Regions from separate parts of the Gossypium hirsutum genome. Here region 1 is linked to region 2. The links are chromatin contacts, called in public Hi-C maps. All regions are on one chromosome and are shown on one strand. Each heading gives the region's core, a stretch centred on a gene start, on an enhancer-like site or on the middle of the called end of the contact. The rest is flanking DNA. Distances are from core to core; before and after follow the strand shown. Region 1 has its middle 25 kb from the start of LOC107887344. Region 2 holds the start of LOC107936806 (cytochrome P450 81Q32).

Region 1 (4,097 bases), core at 779-3,278, 120 kb before region 2:
CAAACTTCTAGAATATAAAAGTAAACAAAAATTTTCTTACGTACAAATGTATTATCAGACCTTGATTTAAAGCTGATATGGCGTCATCAATTTATGATCAGACGGTTGTGATTGTTTCTAAATTTATAAAATGCGAATTATTAAAAAGTAAATTAAGTTAAAAATTTTGAAATCAATTCATTTTTTTTAAATCCAAAAGATCTAATTTGGATATGATTCTAATAATATAAAAATATTTAGCTGAGAGTCAATTTCAATTTATTTGAAATAAAAACCTATTTTGTTATTTATATAATTAAAATTTAATATTTTTATATTAATGAACTTATAATTTAGATGAAATAGAATTAAACTCAAAATTCAATTCAATTAGGAAATCAAATCAAAATAATTCTACCTTTAATGAAAATCTCCTGGCTTGAAACCCAAAGAGAGCTAGATTTGAGAAACTCAAAATGGTTCAATTCTATAAAAGGTCCCTATACAATACATTTTTAATATAATTAATCTTTCTACTATAATCTGATATTTTTAATATTTTCTTTTTTTTTGGGTACAAGGACAAAAACATGAATACCGCCGCTCTCCAAATGAAGTGGTCCGTTTGATGGTGTCCATGTTGAGTACTGATATGTACATGTTGTAACAAAGAACAAATGTCATCCTATAAAAGTCTTAACTTTCAGTAAATATTAGAGTATTTAGAGTTACCAATTTAAAGAGGAGGCAACGAAAAAGAGTCAACCTACCATAACGCCGCTCTACAAATGAAGTGGTCCATCTAATGGTGTCTATGTTGAGTTTTGATATGTACCTACTGTATCAAAGAACGAATGTCATCCCATAAAAGTCTTAACTTTAAGTAGATATTAGAATATCTAGAGTTACCAATTTAAAAAGGAGGTAACGAAAAAGAGTCAACCTACCATGAAACTTGGAATTTGTAGAAAGGCAAATACCCATAATAAGTGGAGCAAAATGTAATTGTCATGTGATTACAATCGCCCCTACAAGGCAGAGCTTGGGGGATGGTAGTGGCCTCGCCCCCCAAAAATGTAAAATTTCAATATTAGCCTTTTAAGTTTTAGATAAAGTAAAGGGTAAAATTATACTTTGGCCTTTTAAAATGATAAAATTTGATTTAATCATTTAGAAATTATAAAAATATAAGTTATTAAAATTGTAAAATTACATTTTAATTCTCATAAAAATATATAACTTAATTTCCATACACCAATGCTACAATAGGATTTGTTGGGGGTGAAATAGCGAAAATGAGTTTAGTGACCAACTACTCCGGGATCTGGGTGTCTTGTGTTGTTAATTTTGGGAAGCAGCAGATGTATAGTGGGGGGAATTGTAGCATTTATTTAGGGGTATTGTGTTTGGTGTTGAAGTAGCATGGAGAAATGTTAATATAGAATCTGATTCTTTTACTTCAATTGAGATGATTCACAATGGTGTTAACGATAGGCAGTCTGGTAGGTGAAATAACAAGTCAGCTCCATAGAGATTGGTGCTTCATTCTTCTCTATATTCTGTGACAAAACAATAATATGGGTCATTGCTTAGAGGATGGTTTTCGAATTTTTTAAGGCTCCTCCTAGTAGTCTTGAATCTTTTGTTAGCTGATTCTGTGGGAGTGGCTTATCCTAGAGTTGTCATTGCTTGAGTTTTTTGTAAGGACGTTGGTTCTCCTTTTTCGACAAAAAAAGAAAAATAGAACTATAAAATTATTATCCTATGTGAATTCAAAACAAATGTGGATTGAACATTTATTATCCAAACTTGCATTGTTTATTTGTATAAAGAATGCAGATTTAGTTATTCAAATTCACATTGTAATTTTGATTTTATATACGAATAAAAAGAATTTTAGGAATTTTATATTTTAGTTAAGTTCATAGATTCAAATTGTTTACAAAGTACAAATATATGACCTACTGCCATTCCTAGTCTAGATATATAAATCAGGTCATTGTACTGGACTATATAAAACAAATGAATAGTGCAGGGACTTTTTATAGAATTGGACCAATGTAAAATCAAGGGTTGAGGAAAAAAACAAAATACAGTAATCCACGTGCCCATTTTTGAAACACTGTCCAGTCTTTTTTCCCTTGTTTGTAAAATCTTTCCCTTTAAAACCCGCGGCCTTCATTCCCCTCTTATAGTCTTATTTCTTCCCCGCCGATCTCTCTCGCTGGACTAAACAGTCTTCTCAGACGAGACTCCGTTGTTTTAAACCTCTCCTCTGTAAAGTAGAAGGAAAAGTGTTTTTACTTTTTGTTTAGTTTTAAATAATGATGGACGAAAATTCAGCTATGATCGAGCAAATTCTCAGAGAATTTGAAAACGAAGACGGAAAAAACGACGACGTCAACGACTGGAAAACTGTGTCGTATTCAAAACGGAATCGGAAGCCTTCGAAGCCTCTTCCTTCTGGTGGTTTTTCTGATCTTTACAATGGCGGCGTCTCTTCCGACGTTTTCAGCTCGATCCAGAAACATTCTGAGGATCGCCGTCGTCGCGCAGCCGAAGCTGCTGCGGCGGCGAAAGCGGAGGCTGCAGTTTCTTCTGCTGTTTCTAATGGAGTGAAGGTTGATGATGAAGATGATAGTGACACCGGTGGCGTGGAGGAGAACGGTGCTGTGGAAATTAAGAAGGTGAAGCCGAAAAAGCCGAAGAAACCGAAGTTGACTGTAGCCGAAGCTGCTTCGAAGATCGAAGTCGGTGATCTTACTGCTTTTCTTATTGACATCACTGTGAGTAACAGTAACTTCAAATTTACATTATTTTTTTTTGTGTGTGTGTGTGTTTTAGTTCTGACTGATCTGAATCTGATTCTTACTTTAACAAAAAAAATTCAGAGCTCTTATGAGACCCAACAAGATATACAATTAATGAGATTTGCTGATTACTTTGGAAGAGCATTTGCTTCAGTGAGTGCAGCACAATTCCCCTGGTTAAGGCTTTTCAAAGAATCTACCGTTTCGAAATTGGTTGATGTAAGCTTACTTCTTTAAGTTCTATTTCATTAATATTTTGGAAAAGTTCATAGGTTTGTTCAGTTATTGTATATTCAGTGGTAGGACATGCATGGAGAGAACTTTGCTAGCTTGATTTTGGATATTGTTATTTTGTTTTGAATAGATTCCGCTTTCGAATGTACCGGAAGATGTCTATAAGACATCGGTTGATTGGTTGAACCGGAGATCTTTGGATGTCTTAGTATCGTTTGTGTTATGGTCGTTGTACAGTATACAGGCTGACCTTGCTAGTCATCAAGGAGCTACTAAGGGATCAAAGAAAGTTCCCCAGCCAGCACTATCGAAGTCTCTGGTAATTGTTGATCTTATTTCTTCCAATACTCTTGGAAAATACTTCTGTTGCATCTTTGAGAAGGGTCTCAACTAAAATGGATACGAGTGATACTGATTAGCCAAAAATGAGATCGATTGTCCGGATGTTCCTTTAATGCTTCTGTTTAGCTGTTCAGAGAAGCAATTCCTGCTTAATTAACTAATCCAGAATTGCAGGTTGCTATATTTGTGGTTCTATCCATGGCACTAAGAAGAAAGCCTGATGTTTTGATCAGTTTGGCACCAAAGTTGAGGGAAGATCCAAAATATCAGGGACAGGATAAATTGCCTATCACTGTGTGGATGATTGCTCAGGTAGCTATTGACAACCTTAAGACTGTAATGTTTCCTCCTGCACAAATCACTCTTTTGGGTATGAATTTCAACCATTAATTTGATTTGTTTCCACAGGCCACACAAGGAGATTTAGCTGTGGGCCTGTACATGTGGGTACATGTTCTGCTGCCTATGCTAAGTGACAAGTCAAGTTGTAATCCTCAATCTAGAGACTTGATTTTGCAATTAGTAGAGAGGTGTGGCATTTTCTTTTGATAAATTTATTGCATTTTTAAATCTTTGGGCTTTGGGATTTGAGAAATATGCCAATACTTCTCTTTTTCCTCCAATTCTTTAGATCTTATTTGTTTTATCTGTTGAGATCAGAATAATTTTCTCTTCGAAAGCCCGTCCTATTTTAGTTAATAGTGCTGTCAGAAAGGGAGATCGACTGGTGCC
Region 2 (4,464 bases), core at 318-2,817:
CTTCTTCAATACTTCTGGGTGGTTCAATAAATTGGTCATTGTCCATTCTAAGGTCACTGATGTTGTATCAGATCCTGCTAGTAATAGGACCTGCATGATCACCATGTATGTTATTAGGGACAAGGCTAGAGAATTTTTCGAAGAATAGCCTAGAATTAAGCTATATAAGATTATAAGAGTTAAAATGTAAATTTACCGTTTTAATAGCTTATATCTTTATCATTTTTTTAAATGATTAATTTAAAATTTTATCATTTTTGAGGGGATAAAGTACAATTTTAATTTATAAGTTCAAAATTCCCATTTAACGGTTTTTTTTTAATCTTTGAAAAGCCCTTGAAATTTGAGAAAAACCTACTTAATTAAGTCCATACAAAAACTAGACCGTTTGACCAACTATTTCCGACTTAATTTATTTTTTGCCTCATACCCTTTCGAAAACAATGAAACTTGAAGAGAAAGAAGAGTGAACTAACCAGCATAAGCCCTTTGATGATTTCATCAGTGTAGTAATCAGGATCAGATTGTTGCAAGTTAAGAAGGTGATCTACCATACTACCATTACCGTTATTTTCCTGCTTCATCCATCGATGCTCATCGACCAACTTTTGCAGCAATCCATCCAACTTTTTCCCAATCTTTTTTACCTTCTTTTCGTACCCTCCAAACCAATTCAAAACCGGCAAGAAATCCGCACGATTCGCCGTACCGCCGTTCTTAAACGTCCCTTCTATAACCTCCCTGAACTCCCTCGCTTCGTTTTCATTCGTCACTTCTTCCCCAAAATACCTTTTCCCGGCAACCATCCTCATTATGTTATTAAACGTCAAGTCATTAAGCATGGATTTCAGCTTCACTTTCACAAACTCCCGACGCGAATCACGCGACAAACTCACCAACAACCGCCGGACCTCGTCTTTCCGAACAGCGGCAAAGGCGTTGAGACGACTCGAGGAGAAGATTTCAATAGCGCCGATGCGACGTAAGTTGCGCCAATGGTCACCGTAAGACGAGGTGGAAACTGTGGTGTAGTTGTAGCCGAGGTACTTCCCTGCGATCAACTTGGGACGGTTGGCTAAAACTATGTCGTTTACGGTGAAGCATTCCTCGGCAACGGCTGAAGACGAAACCACCACAAAGAGCCGAGATCCAAGGCGGAGGGAGAAGACAGGGCCGTATTTTTGAGAAAGATGGTGGTAGAAACGGTGGATAGGAGTTTTAAGGAGGTGGAGGTGGCCGATTATGGGGAGTGAAGGTGGGGATGGGGGGAGGTTTTGGGGATATTTTTTGGATTGAAATAATAATTTTGAACAAAGTAGGAGAAAGATCAGTGAAAGAGATGCATACACAATTGTTGTTTCTTCCATTTTGATTATGGTTTATTCATTAATTCACGGTGTTTTGTTTTTTTATATAGAGAGAATTAAAGATAGTGATGAATTTGTCCACCAATTTCTAATTGCATTTCATTCAAGGTTAATTTATGCTAGTAGTGCCAATATTTTATAAAAGTTGTACTTTTTAAGTTTTAAAAATTTAGTTTTAACTCGCTAAATCTGTTAGTTTTATATTATGTGTATAATTATAAACACAATTTATATTTTTCAATTAGATTATTCTAAGTTTATGTACTTTTTAAAATTTTAAAATTTTAATCTTGAGACAAATAATAACTATTAATCTATTAATTAAATTCTTAATGAGTAATATATGAAAATAATAAATTAACATGATATTATATTAATATATTTATCGTATCAAATTTTAGAACTAATAGAATTTAACTTAATAATTATCATTTGATAACTAAAATTTTAAAATTTAAAAAATCTTTCAAATTTTACCAATTTAAAATATAAATACTGAACTTACAACTTTAGTAAACAAACTAATAGCTATTGCTGAAATTCTTAATGATTACTGTAGGATTAATATAAATGAAAATCCACGTGTATCTCAAACTCAAGATTTCAAATTTCTTTAAGTTTATCATTAAGTGTGAAAACATCATTGTTTAATACATTAGGAAATATAAATATATAAAATGATTAATAAATATTAAAACAAATTAGAAAGTATATACTCCATCTTGACTTTAGTTAATAATATTGAAACAAATTTATTTAAAATTAAATATATGATATTCTTAATATTAAATGAAGGGGTTTTACATAAATAATATAAAATAAATAAATAAATACTAGAATAAGATAAGAGCATTAATATTCACGAAACTAGGTAAATACTACAGTAAATAACTAGTGTCGCCTAGCCAATCGACGACACCCCTTTCCTCTTTAAAAAGGAATTTCTTTTTAGGTGCAGGATCAGTCGGCGACACCTGTATTTCAAAGTATTTGAAATTTAAAATATGTGTTTTTTAAATAGTATACGCATAAAAAAATATTATTTATTGGTGTCACTGATATATTAGGTGGCACTCTATCATTTTTAATAATATATATATATTTTTTAAGCTGAAAAAAAGTTTGATATAAAAATTTTTGGGTTTTAAAACCCAAGCCCGTGATCAACAGGTCACATCTGTGGCAAGTGTAAAAAATATATTTTTTATTTTTATATGTATATTATAAAAATTATATTTTGAGTTTAAAATACAAGTATAGCTAATAATTTTCTTTAAAATAGAAAGGGGTACTGCAGATTGATCTTATAACACAAATTATTTATCGTAGTGTTTATCTAATTTCGTGAATATTATTTTTCTTCTCTAATATTTATTTATTTATTTTATATTATTAAAGTAAAAAACCTTTAAATGAAGGATATGCTTAATGATTTTCAAAAGTCTTTAAAAAATTTAGTCAAAAGAAAATGACAAAAAGTGAAGTGCGCATTTGGCACGCTATCAATATCAACTAGACGTAAGCGTATACGTTAATGCTCTTCTAGTTCTAGAAACAGTACTTTATCTTTAGGGTAAATTTTATTCATGGTTATCAAGCTATTAAAAAAATTATATTTAAGTAAATTAATTTCAAAAAATTATAAAATATTTATTAAATTATTCTAAAATTTTTATTTAATTCATTGAGTTGTTTAAAGTTGATATTATATGCAATAACAGATACAAGGGGTAGGCAAAGGCCACTACCCCTAACCTTTTAGAAATTTACATAGCACCCCTTTTAAGATGAATTTTATTACATTAAATTCCTTAAAAATTTAAATTCTATCCCCAAAAAGAATATATAATTTCTCTCTTTTATTTACTTGTATTTTAGATCATATGATTTCTATATGTAAAAATTATATTTTAATTTTAGTTTCTTCTTCTGCAAATGATAGAAGACCATACTAGTTTTTGGATTTTGAGATGTTGGTATTACTTATTAGAAATTAGAAGCGCAACATAATTATTAAGGTTAAAAGGTTAATTTTATTCATATTTCAAATCATAAATATATATGTATACTTTAATTACTGAAAAACTATACATGAAAATTAATAGTAAAAAAATATGTAGCCGACAATGCTAAGTTATATATCTGGATTCGCCATTGATTATATGGTCTTCTTTATTTGTACTAATTGAATGCTTTCCTTTCTCTTCTCTTACAATTTAGTTTTTTTTCATGAAATAGTTTTAAATATTATGAATTTTTAAACTAAAATTTAAACAGTTTTCTTCTTTGATCTAAATACTGACAGTCAAATCGAATTGAATTTAAGTTATATTTTTCTATTGGGTAATAGTAATGGTAATTAAAATAAAAGTAAAAATTCATTTATGAAGAAACTAAAATACAAAGTCCCAGACAGCAGTGCACAAATGTTAACTACAAAGCATGCAGAAGAGCAAAAAGAAAGAAAAGACACGGGTATAATTAAAGAAAGAGATGATATAAAAAAAAGAACTCAAATCTCTAGACAAACGTAGCATCACGCCCAAACCTCAATCAAGGTGTGGCGCAGGTAAGCCATCTTTATTGAATATGAATGCGAGATATGATGAACCCAATTAAAAGGACACATCATCCTAGGAGTAGAAATAGACACCCAGATAGCAGCTTCATTATGTGTCAAGTGTCAACAAGTTCACTGCCCAACAACAATAAAAAAGAATATACTCAAGCAGATGTAAGTTCACTAATTCTAGAGATAGAGATTCAATAATTTTTCTTCTTCTACAAAAAATTCTTAATTTTAGGAGGGAGCTGCATACACCAAAAAAGCTTCCAAAGTTTTGAATCCTAATTAACAACCCCATGTACCATTCTTTCCTTTTGTAACACAAAATATCCAGTCTTAACGGAATATTTTCCATCGGAGCTTGCAGGCCTAACCATTATATCATGCCCTTCAATATATATAGCTCAATGATACTTCTAAGATGGCTCTAATCACCACAAGGACATTATCACTAAAAACTGCACTAGATTGCTCCAGAGTAACCCTTTATCCTGATGTTCTACCATTATTCTTGTCAAAAGTGATAGGAGT

What was found. Hi-C and Micro-C count contacts between places; a contact is called where the count stands out from the background.
Region 1: a Hi-C map of seedling shows a contact between it and region 2, with 1.6 times the contacts expected there. The contact joins the enhancer-like site here to the promoter of LOC107936806 in region 2. A contact is called at or near these places in 8 of 34 Hi-C or Micro-C datasets (cotyledon, leaf and seedling).

What each region holds. Positions count from the first base shown.
Region 1 is chrA07:12,029,417-12,033,513 of Gossypium_hirsutum_v2.1, reverse strand. It overlaps the pseudogene LOC107887346. Among protein-coding and RNA genes, the nearest start is that of LOC107887344, 25 kb to the left of the region's middle. Within about 2 kb of position 2,028, at least 6 of the 9 cell types and tissues checked have an H3K27ac peak or open chromatin away from gene starts, as enhancers often do. A contact at or near this core is called in cotyledon and leaf, where this site is marked.
Region 2 is chrA07:11,913,165-11,917,628 of Gossypium_hirsutum_v2.1, reverse strand. It overlaps LOC107936806 (cytochrome P450 81Q32), which reads right to left and starts at 1,567. Exons shown (of 2, transcript XM_016869574.2): 1 at 477-1,567; 2 at 1-90. The coding sequence starts at 1,367.